Regions from separate parts of the Triticum aestivum genome. Here region 1 is linked to region 2. Evidence: chromatin contacts called from public Hi-C data. All regions are on one chromosome and are shown on one strand. Each heading gives the region's core, a stretch centred on a gene start, on an enhancer-like site or on the middle of the called end of the contact. The rest is flanking DNA. Distances are from core to core; before and after follow the strand shown. Region 1 holds the start of LOC123071216. Region 2 holds the start of LOC123071213 (probable inactive receptor kinase At5g58300).

Region 1 (6,723 bases), core at 2,001-4,500, 600 kb before region 2:
TTGCGACGATGGGGCTGCTAACGCGTGAGTGTGTGAATGAACTGAGGACAGCCCACGACCGCGTTGCTGGAGGGTTGGATAATCTTGAACGGACTCTGCAAACAGTACGTCTTACATATATACTGTACATCTCACAGATAGAGGTCCGACTTTTGCACCCTATGCTTAGTTTGTTTCTTGTTTCAGATTAACAAGCTCGTGGAACAATCTCGAATGGTTTCAGAGTTGATCACCGCGGCCGAAAACACAGTTAGGGAACACACCAGTCAGAAAGAGCAGCTTCAGCAGAAGATGCAAGACGAAGCCGTCCTGAATGAGCAGCTGCAGAAGAAGATAGAGGAGGGAGCTGCCTTGAAGGAGCAGCTGCAGACTCAGATGCAAGAGAATGCGTCTTTGAAGGAGCAGATACAGAAGAAGGACCAAGAAAATGCCATCTTGAAGGATCAAGTAAAATCTTTGAAGGAGCAGATGCAGAAGAAGGACCAAGGAAATGCCATCTTGAAGGAAAGTAAAAAAACAACCTTTTTTAAGAGATGCCATCAAGAAAATGCAAGAAAATGCCATCTTGAATGAGTTGAGGTGTTTAACCAGTAAAAATGATGGCCCAATAATTTAATTTGAGCCCGTAAAATAATTTTGAAGTATACTTTCAAATTCGATTTCATGGTTTCAAAGATGACGGTGGGCTCTTGAACATGGCTTTCAAAAAACTGCCCTCGCTAAGTATATAGGCAATTTAGAAAAAAGCAGTAATTTCAATTTTTATTTCATACGATCGGTGCATCAAAGCATCATTCTCATCCTTATTTTCAAATGACATCCACGGCTGTATGCTTCTGCATGTTTTGTACTGAATCAAACGTGAAGGCTTGATTCTAAGCATACAAACGGTTCGATCTATATTTTCAAGATAAATCTCACCCAGACAGAGATGTTCATTCTTTAGTGCTGCCAAGTGAACAGGGGAGAGGTCTAGCGAGAGGATCAGACGACGATCTGAAAAAAAAACTCCTGGCATTGTTAAACTAGATGACGCCCTGCGCGTTGCTGCGGGATTTTGTCGCGGACTTTGAAGTAACATTAGTGTATCAAAGAATAAAATAATTTGAATCAATAAGTGGGTAGCGTTCACAAATAGGTAATTATTAGAAAAGTTGGTGTATAAATATTCACTACATGATTAGCAGGTTGTAGTGTGAATCATATTCTTAGCATGAACTATTTGTTGTTGTTTCCAGATTTTCCTTCTTCAGTTACCGCAAGATGGATATATGTTGTCCCACTCTTTTCATACCCGACAATGCATCAAGTGGAAGAGAATAGATGGCCAGCAGACGGGGTTCGCAGAGTGTTGAGGCGCAGACTCACGTTTGTGAGTCGAAAACTTCAGTTCTTTTGTGATCTTCATCTTTTCGATAGCATCTGTGTATCTCTTCGTAGCTTCTCTTATTGAAACGGCAAAAGAACATGCCAGAATATTGTTTGAATATGGTGGCGTCCTGGGGAAGATATGTGTATGTTGTCAATGAAGGTAAAAAGTGAAAGGAATATAATATAAGAAACCAATTTTCAGTAGGCGTACCTCTTGCATTAATTGCCCATTCGTACTGGAGGTTCTGGGGTCATTTTGTTACAAATATTGTTGCTTAGTGGTAGTACCAACAAATTGTTTGTCAAAACACAGAACCTCCTGAAATCGATTGGTTATGCTTAGTCACAGTAATGCTAATGTCTTTGTACTTTGTGACTTCATCTCTACATACAATGTGAAATATTCTATAAATTAAATGGTGTATATATGGTTTCAGATATATAATCAAGGTAGCCAGTTGAGATGCCAACATGCTTTTTATTCTTCCTTCTCTTCAGTAATATCTACTGGCTGAACTGAAAGTTCAGTTGTCCAAATCCTCAAATGCCACACTACTGTTTCTAGCATATGTTAGCACTGTTGCGGCCATGTCAAGGACACACTTGCATCATGTCATCTTTAAGTTTCAGGAAATGTATAATTCTCCTTTGGTATTATTAAAGATTAATCTTTTTTAGTTCAATCTCCTAAGAGACTTATGTCCAGAAAAGATATTATGTGGTGCCAGATCTGCAGAGGCTTAAGAAGGCCACCCAGGAGGGGGGAGGGGGGGGGGCACGTCTGAAACTAAGGGGAAAATACGCATGAAAACAATAGAAGGTATGCTAAGTAAATAATTTAAGAGATGAGAGGTTGCATACCAAGGTGAGTAGCAAGAGATTTGCAAATCAATGAAGCAAATGCGAGCAGCAACAGACTTTTCTGGATCAGCAAAATGAAGAAAGAAAGTTTAAGCATGATAGCAGATCCATATCTGCATAAACCCTGAGTACTTATTTGTTATGGAATAATACCTCTTGTCATAGTATGATACAATACTCACAGATTCATGGATAGAAACCCCAAGTGATGGATTATATGAAACATTAACCTAGCGAAGTAACACTTGAAAGCATAATCTTTTTTTACCCAAAGGGCATAATCGTCGATTGTGTTTGTACAATGGACTGCGAAAAATATCTTCTGATGTTTCCTTGCTTACTTCCTACCATGTATTAGATTTGTTGACTCCATAGATCTTCTCTAAGGAACACATACCAAGACGTGTATAATAGATAAATAAAGCACATTTTTTGTCAGTCAAACTAAATGAAATATATATAATACATATGACTAAAAGTATATGGCCAAAGCCAACAAATCTGCATATGGCTAACTGTTCACTGGCTGGACTGCTGAAGCAATGAACTTTTCTAAAGAGGACAGAGGAGAGCCTGCATAACAATGAAGTAGCAAGAGACCTGTCACATCGAGCACCTTTGGATCCGATGCACAAGCTGTAAGATTCAAAAACATAGTCTCGGTGATAGTAAAAACTAAAAACTGGGGGTGGTTGAGAATATGGAGCATCACCTACCAGAGTGGAGGCCGCCAAGCCGGTTCCGAGAGCAGTGTTAGGATTAAATTAATAGGTTAATTAAAGAGATAATCCTCCCATTGTAATCTGTATGTTGGTTGCATTGCCAACCGTCGCGTCTTTCCCCTTGCACCTCTACGAACAGTCGCATCTCCTTATTGTGTCTGTTCCCCTTGTATATATACCGAGAATCATTCAATGGAATCGGAAGTTCGATCATTTGTTTTGTCGATTTCGAACACGTTATCACGCACTCTGCTCTCGATTGGAGAAATAGGCCACAGCGGAAGAACGGCGGCCGATGCGGCACAAAGGCGCCGCGAGACTGCCGGCCCTCCGGCCTACGCGTGGTGCACGGCGCCCCTCGGCCGCCGACGCGGCGAGCCAGGATACGATGTTCCGCTCCTGCGCCTACACACACATCCGTGGCTCCCGGCGGTCGGCGAAGACGGCGGCGGCCAGCACCCACCCAGGCGCGGGAAGTCTCTCGATCTGGTAAGGAACCAGATGCAAATGAGAAGAAAAGCACTAAATCCAGAGAGAAAGGTGATTCAATTCCAATTTCGTTCATGCACGAAGTAAGCACTAACCTCCAGGGCGTCGTTTGAATGTCGTCCAAGGCAAACTTCAGCGGCGACCCATGGCCCGGACAGCGCTTCCTCGGCCAGCCTCCTAGCGGAGCGGCAGCATCCTTTGGCCCGGCTGCTCCCAGCGCTGCACCTGGAGGCGGTCGCAGCGGCCAACGGCCGGTGCCCGGCATGGCGATGCCCTCAGGCGCGCGGCAGCGCGGTCCACAGCCCGGGCAGAGGCGACACCTTCTGCGCCAGACGCACCCCGGCGGCGCCCTCCATCGGCCTGAATCTCGGCGCACAGCGACGAGCGCGCCACATGGCCATCATCTGAGGCCCTCGGCCTCAGGGCGGCTCCCACGGAGCGACCAACCGCGACGCAGCGCGGAAGACCGAGGCGACGCGGCAGCTCTTGGCTTGCACTCATGCAGGCGGCGCCCGAGGCAACGGCCCTCGGCTGGCCTTCCGGCCACGGAGGCGGCTGCTCCCTCTGGCGTGGCTCCCCGCGGTGGAGACGACGGCGGGCTCATAGTCGTGGCCCTGGCCGTCGAGCCAAAACGGCGACGAGGCGGTTACACGATTTCTCCTGGTGGAAATCGCTCGGGAGGAAAGAGATAGAGCCTAGAGTATAATTGGTTTGCTACCAATATTTGGCATTGTCAATATTTGGCAAGCCAACATTTGGCAAAATCAAAAATTGCCAATATTTGGCAACTTTTTGTGAGATTGGCAATGAAAATTGGCAAGCAACCAATTTCTAGCCAATATTTGGCCATTGCTAATATTTGGCATGCCAACTTTTGGCATCAAACCAATTATGCTCCTTATCTCTTCACTACTTTTGCAATTTAGCCCTTGCGGCTTACCTATTTACGGAATAGCCCAAAACTTGTGTCTGTCATCATTTTGTGGCTAATTCCGGGATGTTTCGGGATATTGCAGCTTGGTCCAACTAGTTGCTATTTATTAGCACTGGTAATGTTGAGGCCATATACCGATCATCATTTAGCCCGTTTTCTGTTGAGTTTAACATTCCAGAAAATATATGGTTATTATATGTGGCATGTTCAATGTATTTGCTTTTTAGTAATTCCTATAACTTGTCCTATTAGTACAACATAGTTTTGCAATTGAGATTAAGTTTTTTCGCACAACATTTGCGATTGAGAAAAATTCTTTTTCTCGCAAAACAATCTCATTGTGGTTGAGATCATTTTTCTCTCGCAAAATATTAATTCACTCCACTGAATTATCTTGCAATTTGATATAAGATCTCATTTAATTTGAGATCTACACAATTCAAGTTCTCACTTGAACATCAAGTTTAAAACATCATTACTATTCATTACAATAGTAGTGTATTTCCGTTGAGTACGATATATTCCGGAATGTATATATCTCCATGTTCGCTACATGTCGAGATTAATACGTCTATTTGCAATTGAGATTTTCAATTTCTTGCAAATACATATGCAAAATTCAAGGTGTCATCCTTAGCAATTTGAGATTCACACTAATGATTTTGAGCCACCTTCTTGAAATCTATTAATTTTGCAACATTAAGATGTATTTATATTACACAATCTGTAATATAAATAAATTACCGGTTTTTCACGGGGAATGATATGTTCTATGTGTTTACCACATTGACATTCTTCATGAACATGTCACAGCGGTCGAGATTGATTTCTCCCGCACAACAAACTTGTAAAATTTTGACAATAACATCTCCCTCATTATATTAGGAAAACACAAGGTGATGAGTTGGATCTACTGCTCATGTGTAGACTATCTCTAGTACTGTGAGATCTATATGATCTTCAATGTGTTTATGTTCCCGCAATTGAGGTTGAGCATTTTCAAGTTATACACTTGAGTCAAAATTTGCATTTTTTTATTAAAAATCATGATGGTTTTTAGTTTACTTCTTGTAAATTAATTATCTCTGGCTTGCCCCTATAAGGAATCGATGGCTAACAATTTGAGGCACTTGCCCTCAATGGCCACAACTTACTTAAGCGGGTCATGGACATCAAGATCAGTCTTGCATCCCATGGGATAGCGTGTGCAATCCAAGCCACGCCACCGGGATGCAGATGACCTCAAGGGTAATGGTTTGAAACTCACTTCAAACCCTCAACCTGACACCATCAAGCTGTCACGAGACCCTATGAGCATGGAGAGCATGATGGTTGAATATGCATCAACCGACATGTTTGAAGACTATACATTTAGTCTCTTAATCTCCTTAGTGATCTATTTATTTATGTCCATTTATGATGTTCTAATAAGAACATGATTATTGTTGCCATCATATATTGTATATCACAATATATTGTATCAATACTTTGATACAAATTCATTTGTATGTATTCTATATATCCGACAGTGATTTTCTTGAGAATCTTCATGTCTATATATAGATTTATACGGGAGTCAATCCGATGAAAAATGATATGTGCCTTGTGGGCATATGCACTACAAACTCTATACTCAGGGAAGTCCGATGTTTCCACTCTCATTGAGAGAAAGGGGACATTTTCAAATCGCTAGATGCGATGAGGTATTTGTTGGCTCAACTCGAGTCATATTTACTATCCCTGTGGGTACTCGAGTAACGTCAGGATGCTTCATTGCTTCCCAAGTTTAACTCGTACCCTACTAAGCTATAGAGATATTTGTCAAAATGGTTTCCATAGCGAAACTTATGCTGACAAGAAAGAGAAATACATTCTCTTTACCATATGCAACGGATATGGCAAGCACATTTTCTATGTATCATCCGGATTGTACTACACATACTACAAAACCCGTAGCACATGTTGCGCCCAAGACATTGGAAAACTTGGCATACTCACTTTGGTCATCGAGACATTGGGTTGAAACTGAAACTATCATCAATTCCAATAGTTTATGATGATTATGATGCTAAATTCTAACACCATTTGGATTTTATGTGCACTACAAGTGACACAAGGAAGATAATTTTAAGGCTTGCACACCTTAAAGTCTACGCTGAGCCACTCAGACTCCTTGAATGCATCAAGTTGAGGTAAGTGGCTCTTCCCATCCATTGACTAGACTATTCAGGTATTCCATGGTTCTAAAAGACATGTCTACATGATGGTCTTAAGTGTGTGCTTTATTCACATGAAACCATTGGCTCATTATCCTAACACCGATTTCAAGCAAATCGAATGGATAAC
Region 2 (6,499 bases), core at 610-3,109:
ACATATACAGGGCTTTGACAGACCAAACTTGCATACCGGCTCTGTATTTGGTCAAATAAGCAATAGTATACCTCGTCCAACATGATAATGTTCTTGAGAGTTCTGGGACAGCATTTAAGAACTCTTCCGTTTGTACCTATCTTAGCTATCATTAGGCATAACCAGAAATTGTTCACTTTGCAATGCAACTGGAATTGCAACGATCAGAACAGAAGCTGGCGCAATTGCATACTTCAGTAATAGAATAAGCCAATAGAACGATCCAGGAGAGAAATGCCTCCAAGGTGAGGCATTCTATGCAAGACACCTCATATCTGCCAACTACTACATAGTAAGCTCCCTCTCATAGGCCCCATTTGTCTCTTCCTCTAGTCTCAGACTCTCAGCCATAAGACCCACCATCAAGCTGACTGCTATGGTGGTTCTTATTGGTTTTCAACGGGGGGCAGTTGAGATAATGTGCATGTGACAGCAGCATACTGCCCATCTCATATCACTCATTGGCCTCCTTTTTATAAAGCACACCCCCAATTACGCACATTAGCTTAGGACTAGCAAACCATCATAAATTAAAAAAAAACAGTGGACAAATGATGCCAAGAACTTGTTTCAACGAGGCTCCCAGAGGAAACTTTGCCAGATTCCCTTTTGTGGAGATAGGTGATCCCCTCAAGTGTACCGCACCACACTACCACCAGTACCAGCGTACCCACCTAACCTTACATGATCCACACCTGAATTCATGTTACCGTTGTGGTCTCAATTAGTACTACTCCCTCTGTACACAATAATAAGACGCTTTAGATCACTATCTAAAACGTCTTGTGATTGTTTACAGAGGGAGTAGATGCTTACCAAAAGAAACAGCACAGGCAGGGCCTAGAGCTAGGGTTAAAGCTCTCGGATGGATGAGAGAAAGTGAGAAACGAAAGGAGAGGAAGGAAAGTAGGGTCTTTTAATCTTTTTGGAGGGACGGTGGGGGCTGGCCGGCTGGCAAACATCAATGCAAGTGTTCATGGCTGCATGGGCTACCTACGCTGTCACGGCCTACACGCATCATACACCTGACTGTGGAAGTGGAGTGCAGGCAGTCGATAATTTTCTGTAGACACAATTCCAGCAGTAGAGATTTGCCAGTATGTTGAAAAGAAAAATCACCAACTCCTCATCTAGAAAAGTGATTACTACTACTACCCCAACTCTTTGGCATTAAAACATTTCCCCCCGTATTTTTTAGAAACAAATAAAGCTTTAAAACCAAACAACGGCCGACAAACTGCATTGCGCTAATCGATTCCGCTCCTAAAAGGCTAAAACCCGGGGCCGGGGATCGAGCCCAGGTTCCAATCTGGGCAGGAGAGGTTTGGAGGCATCCGAAGGCGTCGCTCGCTGTATCCAAGAAAAAAAGACGGAGAAACGGAATGGGCCACGCGAGGAGAGAGAGAAGGCCGCAAACCTCTCTTGGCAGGCGGAAATCGGGAGACGGCCGGGCGCGTCCGTCCGTCCGTCCCTCCGTCGCGCCGTCCGCCGCAAGATCCAGCCGTCCTCTGCCCACCCAGAGTGAAGTCACGCGCCGATCGAGAGCCGTGGCCAGGAGGAGGAGGGTGAGGAGTCGGCCCGATCTGCGCCGGAAGCGGCCGGCATTGCGCGGGGAGAGGGAGAGAGCGGAGCCCGCGCCGGCCGGACCGCCGCTCCGCGCTCGCTGGGAGAGTGGAGGGGAGCGTGGTGATCTCGCTGCGCGGCCGCGACTGAGCTGTGTACTGTCTCTCCGTGTGTGCGGGTGGAGAGTGTCGGGTTACATGTGTGTGGGGATGACGGACGCGGTAGCGGTGGCGCCGTGCCTGTGCTGTAGAGAGGAACTGCGTGTGCAAATTTGGCGTGCATTTAAGAGAAGCGTCAGTTACTGGGCGCTTGTTTTGTTGACTAGTAAAAAATAAAGTCTGGGGATTTGTTAGAGTGACGGATTTGCCCCTGAGGGAGGGTTGACAGACATCTGGAATTTGCCTGGTGCCTGCAGGCATGGGTGGATCACATGAAGTCAAGCTACAGAAAATTTGACCAATTATATAGATAAAAATATTAACATCTACAGTGTAATACTAAAACTATATAGTAGTATGAAAATTAATTCCATGATGCATATAATAATACTGATTTCATATTACGAGTGTTAATATTTCTTTTTACTACGTCAGGTGTTGGGAAACATTGCATGAAAAACAAAAAAATATACGCACACGCAAGATCTATCAAGGAGATGCATCGCAACGAGAGGGGAGAGTGTGTCTATGTACCCTCGTAGACCGTAAGCGGAAGCGTTTGACAACGCGGTTGATGTAGTCGAACTTCTTCGCGTTCCAACCGATCGAGCACCGAACGTACGGCACCTCCGCGTTTAGCACACGTTCAGCTCGATGACGTCCTTCGCCTTCTTGATCCAGCAAGACGGCGAGGTAGTGGATGAGTTCTGGCAGCACGACGGTATGGCGACGGTGATGGTGAAACTGTCTTCGCAGGGCTTCGCCTAAGCACTACGAAAATATGATGAGGGTGTAAACGGTGGACGGGGGCGCCGCACACGGCTAAGACAATGTTGTGTTGTGCTAGGCACCCCTCATATATATAGGTGGAAGGGAGAGGGAAGAGGCTAAGGGGCGTCCCAAGTAGGACCGAATCCTACTTGGGCTCCTGCCCTTGCCCCCCCCCTCCTTATTTATTGGAGGGGGAAGGAAAGGGGGAGAGGGAAGGAAGGGGGAGGCCAAATCCCCCCCCTCCTTTCTCCCATGGGTCGCCTGCCTTAGGAGGGGCGCGCCAGCCCCTTGTGGGCTGGTGTGCTCCCCTCTAATGGCCCAATAGGCCCATCACCCTTCCGGGGGTGCCTGTTACCCCCTCTGGTACTCCGATGATCACCCGGTACACTTCGAAACACTTCTGGTGTCTGAATATCATCGTCCTATATATCAATCTTTACCTCTCGAGCATTTCGAGACTCCTCGTCATGTCCGTGATCTTATCCGGGACTCTGAACAACATTCGTTCACTAAATCATATAACACTATATCATCAACGAACGTTAAGCGTGCGGACCCTACGGGTTTGACAACTATGTAGACATGACCGAGACATATCTCCGGTCAATAACCAATAGCGGAAGCTGGATGTCCATATTGGCTCGTACATATTCTGCGAAGATCTTTATCGGTCGAACTGTTATGACAACATACGTAATTCTCTTTGTCCATCGGTATGTTACTTGCCCAAGATTCGATCGTCGGTATCTTCATACCTAGTTCAATCTCGTTACCGGCAAGTCTCTTTACTCGTTCCATAATGCATCATCCCGTAACTAACTCATTAATCACATTGCTTGCAAGGCTTATAGTGATGTGCATTACCGAGAGGGCCTAGAGATACCTCTCTGATATTCGAAGTGACAAATCCTAATCTCGATCTATGCCAACTCAACAAACACCTTCGGAGATACCTGTAGAGCATCTTTATGACCACCCAGTTTTGTGACATTTGATAGCACATAAGGTATTCCTCTGGTATCCGGGAGTTGCATAATCTCATAGTCGAAGGAATATGTATTTGACATTTAAGAAAGCGATAGCAATAAACTGAACGATCCATATGCTAAGCTAACAGATGGGTCTTGTCCATCACATCATTCTTCTAATGATGTGATCCCGTTATCAAATGACAGCGCATGTCCATGGTTAGGAAACCTTAACCATCTTTGATCAACGAGCTAGTTTAGTAGAGGCTTACTAGGGACACGACATTTCGTTTATGTATTCACACATGTATTTAAGTTTTCGATCAATACAATTCTAGCATGAATAATAAACCTTTATCATAACTAAGAAAATATAAATTAACAACTTTATTATTGCCTCTAGGGCATATTTCCTTCAGTCTCCCACTTGCACTAGAGCTAATAATCTAGATTACATTGTGATGAATCTAACACCCATGGAGTCTTAGTGTTGATCATGTTTTGCTCACGGAAGAGGTTTAGTCAATGGGTCTGCCACATTCATATATGTATGTACTTTGCAAATTTCTCTGTCTCCATCCTTGACCTTTTCACTAATGGAGTTGAAGCGTCTCTTGATGTGTTTGGTTCTCTTGTGAAATTTGGATTCCTTCGCCAAGGCAATTGCTCCAGTGTTGTCACAAAAGATTTTCATTGGACCCGATGCACTAGGTATTACACCTCGATCGGACATGAACTCCTTCATCCAGACTCCTTCATGTGTTGCTTCTGAAGCAGCTATGTACTCCGCTTCACATGTAGACCCCGCCACAACGCTCTGCTTGGAACTACACCAACTGACAACTCCACCATTCAATATAAACATGTATCCAGTTTGTGACTTAGAGTCATCCAGATCAGTGTCGAAGCTAGCATCAATGTAACCATTTACGACGAGCTCTTCATCACCTCCATAAACGAGAAACATATCCTTAGTCCCTTTCAGGTACTTTAGGATGTTCTTGACCACTGTCCAGTTATCCACTCCTGGATTACTTTGGTACCTCCCTGCCAAACTTATGTCAAGGCACACATCAGGACTAGTAGTATATACCGGATGTGGTTAGATGGACGCATGCGGGCAGGATCTACAACCTAGAGATTGAGCATGAGGACTCTAATCTATTCACGGATGCCATGATAGGGGATGATGTGGACATGACTGATAAGGATGACAGCTCGGGTAACAAGGAGCATCGTGAGGAGGACAGTGCACGAGATAAGTCTCACACCCCGGGTGCAAAACGTACTTCGCCTGCGCCAGGGAAGGGTGCGCCTCTACCTTCCTCCGCGCCCATGAACTCGTTGAGATTTGGTTCTTTTGGGGCTGCCTCCACACCTCCAATACTTTGGAGTGATCGCGTTGAGAGTGATGATCTTTTCGAAAACTTGTTACCCCCGCTTAATTCTGTTGGGCCTGAGACTTTTGTTTGCAATCACTCGGATATGGTTGCTTGAGGGGAGATCTTGGTGGCGCATACACCTAGCTCGGTGTTACCCGCGGTGGTGCTCGTTCAGGACACCGGGTTAGGCGTCAAGGATGGGGAGAAGCATGGGCAGGTGGCCCCCATTCCCCCCATTGTGCACTCTCGAGGCCGAGCCTCACCATCAATGTTCAGTGGGTCGGCTTCAGGCCTTGCTGGTGGCGTTCGGGACGCCAGGGTGGTCGCCAGGTCAGGGGCATGGGCAGGAGGCCCTCGCTTCAGCCTCCCCTTAGGCGCCCCTACGAAGCTCGGCCGACATGATGGGGGGTGGGCCAGCGGAGCAGGAGGCTCTGCGCGCATGCCCTCCCATTGTGCATCCGTTGACGACTGCCGTTTGCAGCCCACGGTCGACCCCTACGGGTTCTCCGACACCCGTGGAGGTGGAGGCGGGTGCGGCTTGTCCGATCGGGCTGATGACAAATGGCCTTCCCTCGACTGGGCCGGGAGAGATAGCCCCACTTGAGGGTCGGGCAGGAGGTCTTACCCCAAGCGGCCCGACGCAGGACGAGGTCGTCGCCTTCGGAGGGATTTCAGATCCCGTCTCTGAAGGGTGACGGATGAGTTGTCGTCTCCAAGATCAGCCGGATGTTGATGATTTGCAGCTAGGGCGCACCATGCGGGTGGCTAAGCTTCGTGACATTGAGGTCACTGCCGGTATGTCTGTCAATACTTCTAATTCCATCTTGCATTTTTCGATGATGAGATTATTCATAATGAAAATCAACTAGGAGTTTCACTAGGTAGTAATGAACAAGAAATCACTAAATCTGTTAATGATATCCTTGATCTCGAAGCAGAGCGAGCTTTAGAGATGATTCGAAACTTAGCGGCTGTTTAACCTATGAACAATGCGGATATTGATGCTTTGGGTGTTAGGGTACTTGATAGCTTTTGTGCAGATCTTGCACCCTCACATACCGAGACAGAGGAGGATGAGTGTTCTATTTCTCCAAGGGGTTCAAATCATGTAGATTCTCAAGCGGTTAGGCCCACTAAGCTCGGTTGTGTGGACCGAGTAGAGGACCAAACCAAGCCTAAGCGCAAGTGGAACCGGGAGTTTTATCCGGCTTCGGTTGTGCGCTGAAGTCCTAGGATCCAGACCACTAGAAAATTTCGTGATGAAATATGAAGGGAATCTTTTGGAATAGCAGAGGTCTCATGGACTTGGCTAAGCAAAGGTATGCTTCTATGGAACACAAGTTAGATTTTATCGCCCTCTTTGAAAATAGAAGGGACAATTTTACTTCTCAGTTTCTTAGCACCTTATCAGGAGGAGGTTATTTTGATTGGCATTGTCTACCCCCAGGGGGAAGATCCGGTGGGATTTTACTAGGGGTTAAATGCAATACATTGGAGGTTCAAAATGTTGTCATGGGAGATTTTGCAGTTAAGTTTCATGTCAGGTCGAAGGTTGATGGTTTCCAATGGGCACTGGTGACAATGTATGGTGCTGCGCAGCCTGAGCTCAAACTAGAAT

What was found. A called contact is a pair of places that touch in the nucleus more often than the background predicts.
Region 1: a Hi-C map of leaf shows a contact between it and region 2, with 4 times the contacts expected there. The contact joins the promoter of LOC123071216 here to the promoter of LOC123071213 in region 2. A contact is called at or near these places in 2 of 5 Hi-C or Micro-C datasets (both in leaf).

Annotation. Positions count from the first base shown.
Region 1 is chr3B:603,273,617-603,280,339 of IWGSC CS RefSeq v2.1, reverse strand. It overlaps LOC123071216, which reads left to right and starts at 3,250. Exons shown (of 2, transcript XM_044494733.1): 1 at 3,250-3,443; 2 at 3,569-4,634. The coding sequence starts at 3,250. The coding sequence ends at 3,851. LOC123071218 (a long non-coding RNA gene) reads right to left here and starts at 3,831. Exons shown (of 4, transcript XR_006434183.1): 1 at 3,539-3,831; 2 at 2,233-3,440; 3 at 1,583-1,690; 4 at 1,094-1,499.
Region 2 is chr3B:602,668,749-602,675,247 of IWGSC CS RefSeq v2.1, reverse strand. LOC123071213 (probable inactive receptor kinase At5g58300) reads right to left here and starts at 1,859. Exons shown (of 3, transcript XM_044494728.1): 1 at 1,457-1,859.